Regions from separate parts of the Tachysurus fulvidraco genome. Here region 1 is linked to region 2. Evidence: chromatin contacts called from public Hi-C data. All regions are on one chromosome and are shown on one strand. Each heading gives the region's core, a stretch centred on a gene start, on an enhancer-like site or on the middle of the called end of the contact. The rest is flanking DNA. Distances are from core to core; before and after follow the strand shown. Region 1 holds the start of LOC113645978. Region 2 holds the start of LOC113646071.

Evidence for each region. Hi-C and Micro-C count contacts between places; a contact is called where the count stands out from the background.
Region 1: a Hi-C map of blood shows a contact between it and region 2, with 11 times the contacts expected there. The contact joins the promoter of LOC113645978 here to the promoter of LOC113646071 in region 2. A contact is called at or near these places in 2 of 4 Hi-C or Micro-C datasets (blood and muscle).

Annotation. Positions count from the first base shown.
Region 1 is chr17:3,113,308-3,119,713 of HZAU_PFXX_2.0, forward strand. It overlaps LOC113645978, which reads right to left and starts at 2,109. Exons shown (of 6, transcript XM_047802170.1): 1 at 814-2,109; 2 at 1-197. The coding sequence starts at 859. It overlaps LOC113645963, which reads right to left. Exons shown (of 6, transcript XM_027151938.2): 3 at 6,309-6,406; 4 at 5,386-5,502; 5 at 4,420-4,463; 6 at 3,506-4,236. The coding sequence ends at 4,120.
Region 2 is chr17:2,939,570-2,945,510 of HZAU_PFXX_2.0, forward strand. It overlaps LOC113646071, which reads left to right and starts at 4,379. Exons shown (of 5, transcript XM_047802169.1): 1 at 4,379-4,463; 2 at 4,666-5,043. The coding sequence starts at 4,421. It overlaps LOC113646068, which reads left to right. Exons shown (of 6, transcript XM_047802162.1): 2 at 1-45; 3 at 265-381. LOC125139161 (a long non-coding RNA gene) reads left to right here and starts at 5,410. Exons shown (of 2, transcript XR_007138255.1): 1 at 5,410-5,642; 2 at 5,869-5,941.

The DNA.
Region 1 (6,406 bases), core at 859-3,358, 170 kb after region 2:
GATAACCTGAGGCTGTTTTTCGTTTTGTTGCTTAAACCAGATAATTTCTCCATTTTCTGTTCCTATTCCTAAAAGACAACACTGTAGAGTAGCCGTGTCTCCGATATTCACACTGAGCTTTGCATCATGCTGATAAACGTTTGGCCCTTTGGAGGATTGTGCTTTTGGAGGGTTAACCAAATGTGTACCAGGTTGGACTGTATCTAGAAAAACAAATGCAAAAATTAGGTAAAGAAAACAATTCAAATAATATTAATCAAAAACAATTTAAAAGTTATAGCACTTTTACTTTTAAATAAATTGCACACCAAATACTTTTTTATGAACCTAATCAAACTACTCAAATTCAAGCCTGATCATTTACATTTGTACGATAATAATTTGCCTAATTTTTGAAGCTAGAAATTTTTTAATTCCTTTATTTTATAAGTATTCGCTCCATATTATTGTAGACCGTTTTGCTTTCATTTTACTGAGTTCGGATCAAACTCATCAAAATGAATTTAAGTGATTAATCAATGCATTTAATAATGATACGAATATATTTATAAGATGTTTCATAACGTTTGGTTGTAAAAGTCACCCGATATAACCTACAAAAAAAAAAAAGTCTAGTGCCTTTAAAAAAAATAATATTAGAGCTGCTAAAAATGTAAACTCTATAGATTAAAATAAATAAATAAATAAGTAAATAAATAAATAAATAAATAAATAAATAATTGAATAAAGAACATATTAAATAAAAATACATTAAAAAAAATCTAACAGAATGTAAATAAATAAAATATGATGAAAATTGTAGATGTTACTTACACATGGTGTTGAAGATCAGTACAAAAACCCAGAAACCAGAAAGCATTTTTTTTTATATTATATAGAAATACTACAGTGTCTGTATCTCATTTCTCATCAGAGTAGAAATGCCCTTCAAGCGCGGTTTGAACTGATATGTACACTAAAGGCGGTCTGTACTGATCCCACCCCAGAATGAGCTTGGCTCTAAAAATAAATGATGTATTAAACAAGCACACAATTGTCTCCTACACCTACACCAACCCCCATAATTTCCTGCATTTGTCTTGGGGTGTGAAACAGAAAGATATATCAAAAAGGCCAGAATGGAAAATGTGGTTTGATTAAAATGTGGTTTAAAGTCTTTTCCTATTGTATATCTCAATGCAGCTGCTATTTTAATCTGAATTAAATCTTCTGTAAAGAGAAATAAACATTTGGGCCAACAAAGTGTGTAATGTATTTGAGTATCAGGATTTGACATGGCCGTTGATTATTGTAGGACCTGACAGTAAAGTGCACCAAGAAGAAGCATGAGATACTTTAATAACAATAAGAGCTGGTGTTTGGGAGATGAATTGTGGAATGTGCTAGCTAAGTGGTTAAGGTGTTGGACTACTGATTGGAAGGTCATGGGTTCGAACCCCAGGTCCACAAAGCTGCCACTGCTGGGCCCCTGAGCAAGGCCCTTAACCCTCTCAGTTGTAAGTCACCCTGAATAAGGGTGTCTGATAAATGCTGTAAATGTATTAAGGGTATTACCTTCACAAACTCATCTCTTTATTTGTGTCTTTTTTCTCCCAAAGGTCACAGGGGTCATTATAGGGGTCACTTATTCTTGCTTGTTTGTTTCTCATTTCTAAACTCTATATATTGCATTTGGAGCTTTTGGGTTGATCGTTCTCACATGTCGTCCCTACACTGTTACAACCATTCATCCACTGCTGGAACTTGAACCTCATCACAGGCCAGGATTCATGGAAACAGAGGTAGATAGAACTCCATATAACATTAAAAAGGACATGAGGTCTGATAAACTCTAGAAAAACATACACTAATCCCATGTATGAGCTCCTACATAATCTAAAGAGATGCCACTTGTATTCTATGTTCGGTCTCTCCACCTGCCCATTGGGTTTGACACTTACACTGCTGCATAAAGACCTTCAAAGTTATGAACTGATGTAGGTACCAGGATCCAAGAGCATGTCTTCTGGAAGACCAAACTGACACAATATGTGGTGGAACACAACCTCATTAATATGATCTACCACCACCATAATGATGGGGTTTACTAATAACGCTGAAAGATCAGTGATGAAATCCAATGTTACGTATCCCAGGGTCATTGTACACCCCCACCCCCCCCCCCCCCCCCCAAAAAAAAAAAATCAGTCAAGCATGACTACAGCATGTAAAGTAACTTCATCCTAACAATTTGAGAGGACATGCTACACTGTTGGCAGCCAGCAGAGGGCACCAGAGGTGCTCAATCTCAGCATAGAACCCAGTTTCCCGGAATCCTCCACCTGCCAGGTAGGATATTTATACCCAGTTTATGGCACTGCACTTTGTCACACCTTTGTAGAGGTGAGCACTCAATGGCTCGGTTGTATTAAAAAAAAAAAGAGGGATAACATTTAGGTTGCCTTGAATAAGGGTGTCTACAAAATGCTGTAAATATATAGTAAGGTAGGAGTTTGTAATATACCTACATGTATTTATCTAAGATAATAGAAGAAACTGAAAGAGGGGGATAAAAAGTATGAACGGATATTTGAGAATTCAATACAAGATATGACAACATTGAAAATTAACGACTAAGATTATTTAGATTAAAGCCTAAAATCCTCTTTTAAGATCTTAATTGGCCCAAGAAGATTCCTTTGTTCATCTCAAAAGACACTGTGAAAAAAACCTAACTCTTTACACTAAACAGGAGAAAAAAGAACCCATTCCTAAAGAAAAGGGCAGCCACACACACACACACACACACAACACACACACACACACTGTGCCAGTGAACAGTATGTACAGTGATCAATATATACAAAGAGTAAACACACAGTGGGGGGGGCACGGTGGCTTAGTGGTTAGCACGTTCACCTCACACCTCCAAGGTTGAGGTTCGATTTCCGCCTCCGCCTCCGGTTTCCTCGCCCGGTCCAAAGACATGCATGGTAGGTTGATTGGCATCTCTGGAAAATTCTCTGTAGTGTGTGAGTGAATGAGTGTGTGTGTGTGTGTGTGTGTGTGTGTGTGTGTGTGTGTGTGTGTGTGTGTGTGTGTGTGTGTGTGTGTGTGTGTGCCCTGTGATGGGTTGGCACTCCATCCAGGGTGTATCCTGCCTCGATGCCCGATGACGCCTGAGATAGGCCCAGGCTCCCCGTGACCCTAGAAGTTCGGATCAGCGGTAGAAAACGAGTGAATGAATGAATAAACATACAGTGAAAAAAAAAAGTTCAAAGGGGAACCCAAGCTCAGAGTCGAGGAAACAGAACCGAAACCTTCACACTACTACAAACAGACCACTTCTACCACCTCCCACCTTGCTTCCCTTCTTCCTCTTTAAATAAGAGACTAGTGATGATGTCATAGAGGTGGAGGCGGGAACAGGGCAAGTCGAAGATGAGCAACTCCACACAGACAGTAAGACAAGTTCAGGATTAAACCAGAACCTTGGAGCTGTGATGTAGCAGAGCACAAAATAATGGAGCTTTTCTGTATTTAATTACAGAGCAGTTGCTCTTAAATCTTCAGAAGCAAAGTGTACATGAGAGAACAGGGAAACGATTCGATTACTGAAATAAACTCGATCCGGAATGGATCAGCCAAAATGAACGGCACCCTCATCAAAACTGAATCATGTGAAGATTTATAAACAGTTACAAAAAATAGGCAGAAATAATTAAAAGTTGCTCATTTTTTCATTCGGTTCAAACCACATTAAAATAAAATATGAAATTAAATCACTTTTAAAACTCTTCACACATGGCATTGTGGTGATTTTCCCGTATCTTCGTGTTTATTTATTGGGATCCTTAAAGTTCCTGGTTTTCTGAGATCTTATTGAATGTATGAGACACAAAGGTTTTGCTGCATGATGATGATGATCCCGTCGTAGGTCATATTACATTCTGATTCTTCTCACCTCAACATCTTGGCACAGGTAACGAGTTACAAGAACAGGAGAGTTTCTCATAAATGTTCTTGACATTCTGCCTGTTTCTTTAGTGTCATTTTTGTAGTCCTTCTGAACCTTCTGTAGAGATGTCACCCAGAATGGATTTAGTTAGCTTTATTTAAATTTGAGAACTTCTGAGTTATTTAGTGGCTGAGATTTCTGACTTCAGAGTACAGGATGTTTTCAGGTTCTTCACGCTTTCTCTTCTCGCTTTTGGTCTTCTTATTAAAATGTAGAGTTGTGTAGTCCACGTCATGGCCCTGTGGGAACGAAGGTGAACATGTCCCAGTTTGTTAACGATTGGCACATGCTGTAGTTGGAAAACACTTCAGATCAGGATGTTATAGGAAAATAATCAACATGGGGTAATGGTAACAGTAACTTCATCACACCATCTCTTGACTATTTTCCATAAAAGACAAGATATAAGATATAAGATGTACCAGATCAGTTGCTCTTTCTATCTTGGTACCTTGACGAAGTCTCTCTAAACATAAAAGAGGGGAAAATATTTAGGTATTCTGAATACAGTTTATTATTAGCTGTAGTGATTTAACCTGTGTGTGTGTGTTTGTGTGTGTGTGTGTGTGTGTGTGTGTGTGTGTGTGTGTGTGTGTGTGTGTGTGTGTGTGTGTGTGTGTGTGTGCGTGTGTGTGTGTGCGTGCGTGTGTGTGTGTGCTCGCGCGCGCGTGTGTGTGTGTGTATGCGTGTTCGCGTGTGTGTGTGTGTGTGTGTGTGTGTGTGTGTGTGTGTGTGTGTGTGTGTGTGTGTGTGTGTGTGTGAGTGTGTGTGTATGTGTTCGCGCGTGTGTGTGTGTGTGTATGTGTGTTCGCGTGTGTGTGTGTGCGCGCACGCGCGTGTATATGTGTGTGTGTGTGTGTGTGTGTGTGTGTGTGTGTGTGTGTGTGTGCGTGTGTGTGTGTGCGTGCGTGTGTGTGTGTGCTCGCGCGCGCGTGTGTGTGTGTATGCGTGTTCGCGTGTGTGTGTGTGTGTGTGTGTGTGTGTGTGTGTGTGTGTGTGTGTGTGTGTGTGTGTGTGTGTGTGTGTGTGAGTGTGTGTGTATGTGTTCGCGCGTGTGTGTGTGTGTGTATGTGTGTTCGCGTGTGTGTGTGTGCGCGCACGCGCGTGTATATGTGTGTGTGTGTGTGTGTGTGTGTGTGTGTGTGTGTGTGTGTGTGTGTGTGTGTGTGTGTGTGTGTGTGTGTGTAAATGTCTATTTGAAACATTAATACAAAAAGATGAAGGCTAAAAATAGATTTTTTTTAGAGATTTCAGAGAATTTTTTTTAAATATTCCATTTCAAACAATATAATATTCAAACCGTAATGTATATTTTTTTTTATTTATTTAAAATGTATTTGCCAAATTTAAAAATTTTCTACAATCTTAATGAACATATCATTTCTTACCACTGCGGCTTTTATAAAGCGTCTTTCTGCATATGAAAACGGTTTGAGCAGCGATCAGAACTCCACACACTCCCAAAGTTGTTGCCAGAACCATCAGTAGAGAATTTACCGACTGCGCTGTGTGTAAATAAATAAATAAATAAATAAATAAATAAATAAATAAATAAATAAGATAAGATAAGATAAGATAAGATAAGATAAGATAAGATAATTAATGAATTCATTAATAAAAAAATAAATAACCAATTAAAAATGCACACGTGTGTACATGGTCATACGATAAACAACTTAATTTCATTTCTATATATTTTTTTATTTTTTTTAAATTTATATTAATTTTCAATTTCAAAAATTTACAATGTAATAAATGCTAATGATGCTTTTCTATCAAGCATATTGTGGAAGACAAATACATACATTGAAATCCAGACCGGGTTGTGTCTCTGTTATTAATAAATAATTTTAATTTAACAAAATTAATAAAAAAAAATTTTTTTAAAAATTCAAATTCAGCAGTAGTTTTTTGACTAAAATCCCAATGTGAATTTGTTGTCGATGTTAAAGTCTATTGTTTAAAAGTAATTAATAAATAAGATTTTTCACTTATTTTTAGATTATTATTATATTTTATATTATTGAGATTCTTTCACTTTAAAAAATGTGAAAAATTAAAAAATACAAAATCTGCCAATAGAACACAATTTACAAGGTTGAAATTTCTGCTAAAAGCTAGAAATGTGTTTAATAATTGGTTTATTTTATACCTAATTAAATAAATAGGTTAAAAACAAATTTGAATTTCTCACCCGTTTAAAGAATCACACTGAGGAGGTAAAACAAACCAAATCAACCAGACTAAAAAAACTGCATGTGTGAATTCCACAGCGGGATTACAACTTTTTACAAATCCTCAAACTTCTTACCCATCTGTATTTGTGTCCCGTTCCCGAAGATGATCTTCCCACACAGGAGCACAGCGCAGTAGTAAGTTCCAGTATCATTGAGGCTGAGGATGTTCTTG
Region 2 (5,941 bases), core at 3,129-5,628:
GACCTGATCGTGTGGTTGGAGATGGAACTTATTTAAGTATCAAAGGTAGGATTTCCACTAAAACTGACTGAGTTTGATTGTGATAACGTGTAATGTTGTGATATTTTGCATTATTACCATTAATAATGTTCAACCTGGAAGATAGATAATGCTATTTATGACATATTACATAAAATGCTTTACATTTTTAAAATGAATTTTGCTTTAATTTTTAAGAATGATGTCACAGACGTTTACTAACTGAATCCTGATCAATGTCTATAGGTGATCATGTTACTATTGCATCAGAAACATCTAAAGCAGCTCTGTGTAATAATTCAGTGGTGTATGAACCAACACCGCATGGAAACAACACTAACACCAACACACAACACAACACAGGTGAGATGTCAGTGTTTTGTACTAATCTAAATATAATGTGGTGAAAAAACAGAATCAGAAATGATCAGATCTTTACATCGGACAGTGATCTATTTGGGATCGGCTTTGGGTTTGTGCGCACTTCTGATTTTCTATCTCACTTATTTCATACTGAGGAGAAGAAAATGTGATAAAAGTAAGTGTTTTTGTCATCAGATTATAAATACATCAGTGAAGTTTTGTTAAAATGACTAAATATGCATATTTCTATATTAATAGTGAAGACTTCTAGAGAAGATTCTTCAGGAAAGAAGCAGGTAAAAAATATATAGTATCTATTTTATACTATTGTACACTCTATGTCAATGTCTTTTATAATTAAATCAAATAATTAAATAAACAAACAAATTATATTTCTATAGCACTTTTAACACTAAACATTGTTGCAAAGAAGCTTTGTGTGAATAAAACAATTCATAATAAAAGTTATTTACTTTATCATTTAAAGTTGTCATAATAAAATAACTTTTTTTTGTTTTGTTTTCTTTTTTTTAATTCCATTTCAGATTCCAGAATCTGAAGCAAAAACGGTGATTTACGCAGATGTACAGTTCAACAAAATGAAAAGAAAAGCTGAAAAATGAAAACCTGACTTTGTCAAAACATTGTGTACTCTAGTGTGAAATAAAACTTTTTTTCTGTATTAATGATCACATGTTAAATCACTTGTGTGCTTAATTTCTACTTAATTAAGCTTAATTAAATAATAATAATATTTATTATTATTATTATTATTATTATTATTATTATTATTATTATTATTATTATTATTATTTTGTGTATAGATTTTTTTTATTAAAATCTTGGGTTGTGTCCGATCGTCTATATTTATAACAATAATTAAGTGGTTTACAAGATAGTAGGGATATAAAAACTCGGAATAAGTGAGATGGTTTATTAAAGTTTACACATTAGCACTTAGCACAAACAAAAGCAAAAAATTAATATCAAGCAAAAATCAATAAACAAGTTTTTTATTTTATTTTGCATATTTGTGTAAAAAAGGGTAATGAGACTCTAAAGTTTGTTAAAAGTGAGCACATGTCTGTAGTGATGCCTTTACTGTAAGACTTTAAGTGACAGTAAAAAAAAGTCACAAGCATTTTTCAGATCGTTTGATTTCAGAAGTTCATTGTTTTTAATTTATTGAATTTTGTTCATAGTTTACTCAAAAACTTTCTAAATTTATCTAAAATAATTGTGCACAAAGCTGTTAGATCAGTTAGATCAGTTAGATCGCTTAACCTCAAGAGCAGGAAATGAAACGTTTGTCCCTACACCACATGTTCACTTTCATTTTTCTCACTCATTATCATCAGGTCATTTTTACACATTTTCCCTTTGTAAGTGTACAATAACTGACTGTTTTACAAAGCTGAAATTAGTTCTGAAATGAATCTTTATAACCATGTGAACAATTTAAGTCATAACGCCTCACTACGTGGCCTTGAAAATGTTCAATGTGCATAAACAGTGTGCTGCGAGTACAAGTGTGTAGGTGTTTTGACACACAGACACCACATGAAGACAATGTTTGTTGGCCGTGATGAATTTTATGTGTTGAAAAGAAGAGAAGTGTAATTCAGCTCAACTGCATCACCATCCTGTGGAAACAAACATAAAAAACGTCTTCTATTACCTAAATCATGAGAACAAAAATGACAGATTTGCTTAAATAATAAGATCATGTAGGTACAATTTAAGATTAATTACCAGTGTAATGGCTTTGTCTACCACAGAATCTACACTGAATCTAATCTGGCCAGAATGTACACTGGACAAACTGGATCAGGTTATAGAGTGAGTAACACCTCATACAGATCTGGGAGTGGGATGAGTGGAAGATGGCGTTCACTACAACCAATGGGCACTATTTACATTTCCATACAAATTTATGGCATTTGACAGCCGCCATTATCCAGAGCGACGTAAAAAAGTTTGTAAAACAGAGAAAATAAGTGCAAGTTTAAGTGTTTCTGGAAGAGGTGGACCATCAATAGTCATTTGAAGACAGTCAGTGACTCGGGTTTTTGGACATCTAGGGGAAGCTCATCCTCGGTGCCAGGACAGAGAAGAGTCTTGCTGTATATCTACCTCTTAACCTGAGAGATTGTGCGACTGGACTGGCAGTGATGGTAGATCTGTGGGTGCGAGGTGAAGTGCGAGCGGTCATAAGAGCTTTGAGGTAAGAGAAGACGTATTGCATTTATAGGTAAACTTGCCAGCAGTGAGACGCAGTAGTTCAGTCTTGAAATTACAAGAGACTGAAAAAGTGCCTGAGCAGCCTGTGTGGACAAAAATGGCAGAATCCTTATGATGTTTTAGAGAAGAAACCGGAATGAGTGACATTAGCAACACATTAGCAATATGGGACAAAAACGAGAGTTTATTGTCCCCAAGGTTGCAAGGTCATACCCCAAGGTCGCAAACATTCTCTAAAAGGAAGATCAAAGAGTTGTGCAGGGATATTGCAAGATCCTGATCTGAGGATGAATCATCTGGGATACCAGCAGCTCAGTTATCTAGGATTGAGTTTCAGCTAATGAGTCATAATTGTTGACAATATGTTTGCTAGATATGTAGAGATCCGAGCAAAAGCTGTGGTATCCGAGGAGGGAAGGAGAACAGAAGTTGAGTGTCATCTTTAGAGCAGTGGTAAGAGAAGCAACGTGAGGATATAACTTTGCCAAGAGAGTGAGTATATAAGGAGAAAAGGAAAGGACCGTGTACTGAGCCCTGGGGGACACCAGTTTAGAGTCTGTATGGAGCAGATATCACTCCCCTGCATCTTACCAGAAATGAGCGACCATCCAGGTAGGAAGCAAACCATTCTCATGCTGCTCCATAAATTAAAGACTACTGAGGGTGAACGAGAGTCTTGAATACTTGTAAACCTCGATAAATACCTGGTAATGCTGTAGGGTTTGAGAACTGCATCAAACCCTACAGGCAAAAGATATTTGACTTCCCTCACCTGCCTTTCCACAAAAAACAGAAACAAAAACCCATCCCCAACAAATATGGCAGTCACACCCATACTACCAGTGACATATTTACAGTATCAATATGAGGCAGGTAAGGTTCAGAACCAGGGTAACAATATCACAAATGAAATACTCCACAAAAGGTCCACATGATATCTTGGTGGAGATGGAGGGTGGTAGACTCCCAGGATGTCTCATGATTTGGCCCGTTAAAGGTTTAACATAGAAATGTACATGTCCAAAGCTAATAATGTGGTGTTTTGTGAACAACACATTAAAAAGAATTTAAGATTTGTTGCAGTTTTAATGTATTCATTTCTAATGAAGAGCTGAATGAAGGCCTACAGATGATATCAGATGAACTCATAGGTGTCTACACAAGCAAGATAATGAGTCTACCAAAGCAGCTTGCAGATCTTTTCAGAGATTAAATAAAAATAAAGAAGAGTTCAAATCCCAGGACCACCAACCTACTGTACTGCTGCTGGGCCCCTGAGCAAGGCCCTTAACCCTCAATTTCTCAGTTGTATAAATGAGATAAATGTGAGTTTCTCTGTAAACAATGATGTAAATGCTGTAATTTGAATGCTGCAGTCAGGCCATCAATAATAAAACAATACACATATTAAAATGCTTAAATTTTAATCTCCCATTGGCCCAGAGGATAGTTAACCTGCTGGGAAGATTTTATTCACATCAAATTAAAAATAGCAATTAAATAAACAGTGAGCTGTTCGTGTAGGCGCATGTGAGCATGGGAGTAAACCACATTTTCCGTTCTAACATGCTATTTGTGTTGTGGTGCAAAACTCAAATAAATTGTGGTGTTGTAGGTAGATCAGAATATCACGCAAGTGTTCATCATGTCTTTTTTTAACAACCAATCACAATCCAATCATGTTCTCTGGGGCGTGTTTAGAACTGGTCGTCTGTATTATAAAATTACAGTCAAACCAGGCATCGAAGAGCTTTATATTCTGTCGGTAAATGAGATACAAACACTGTAGAAATTCAAAATGCTTGGTTTCTGGACATTACTTTTGATCTTCAGCACTATATGTAAGTAATTTGTTCAAACTTCATTTATTTTCATCTTAAATATAGCTTAAATATTTTTAATTACCAAAAAGTATTTTTTTTTATTTGTTTGTTTTGTTTTTACTTTACATTTTTATTTGTTTAAAGTTACGTTTAATACTCCAATATGTTTAATTATATCACAATTACATTATTAACCTATTGATGTGTTTCTTTTTTCTAGATACAGTCCATCCTGGTACACACTGGGTTACTGCACAATCTCCCACAGATCCACCAGTTTATCAGCCTGATGAAAAAGTCAGCGTGAACATCGGAGACTCAGCGACTCTACAGTGTTGTGTTTTTGAAAAATTCAGAATGATCGCTTGGTTTAAGCAACCAACAAGAAAAAAACCACGGATTATCTTTAAGTTCTTTGCAACTTCAGGAGAAACATTTTACAATGGATTCAAAGAGTCTCGTTTCCGATTAGAAAGATCTTCAAACTGCTTCAATATGACTATTTTAAATACCACTCAGTCTGATGAAGCCATGTACTACTGTGCAGTGACTACACCTAACCTTGTGTTTGGAGATGGAACTTATTTACAAATTAAAGGTAGGATTCTGAGTTGATTCTGAATGTTTAAGCTCCTGGTTTAATGTAGTGATATTTTCCTGATAACTGTTAACATGTTCAACCTGGAAGATAAATAATAGTGAAGTAGTGAAATGTTAACTGTGTTTTCTTCAACAACACTGAGTTACAGACTTTTACTAAGTGAATCCTGATCAATGTTTATAGGTGATCATGTTACTATTGCATCAGAAACATCTAAAGCAGCTCTGTGTGATCATTCAGTGGTGTGTGAACCAACACTGCATGGAAACAACACTAACACCAACACACAACACAATACAGGTGAGATGTCAGTGTTTTGTACAAATCTAAATATAATGTGGTGAAATAACAGAATCAGAAATGATCAGATCTCTACATCGGACAGTGATCGGTTTGGGATCGGCTTTGGGTTTGTGCGCACTTCTGATTTTCTGTCTCACTTATTTCATACTGAGGAGAAGAAAAGGTGATAAAAGTAAGTGTTTTTGTCATCAGATTATAAATACATCAGTGAAGTTTTGATAAAATGACTAAATAAGCATTTTTCTATATTAATAGTGAAGACTTCTAGAGAAGATTCTTCAGGAACGAAGCAGGTAAAAAAAATATAGTATCTATTTTATACTATTGTACACTCTATGTCAATGTCTTCAATAATTCAGCAAATAATAAAAAAAAAATCAATCAAATTATATTTCTATAGCACTTTTAACACTAAACATTGTTGCAAAGAAGCTTTGCGTGAATAAAACAATTCATAATAAAAGTTTTTAAATAATTTTATATTACTTGATTTGTTTGTTTGTTTAAATTTCATTTCAGATTCAGGAATCTGAAGCAACAACGGTGATTTACGCAGATGTACAGTTCAACAAGATGAAAAGAAAAGCTGAAA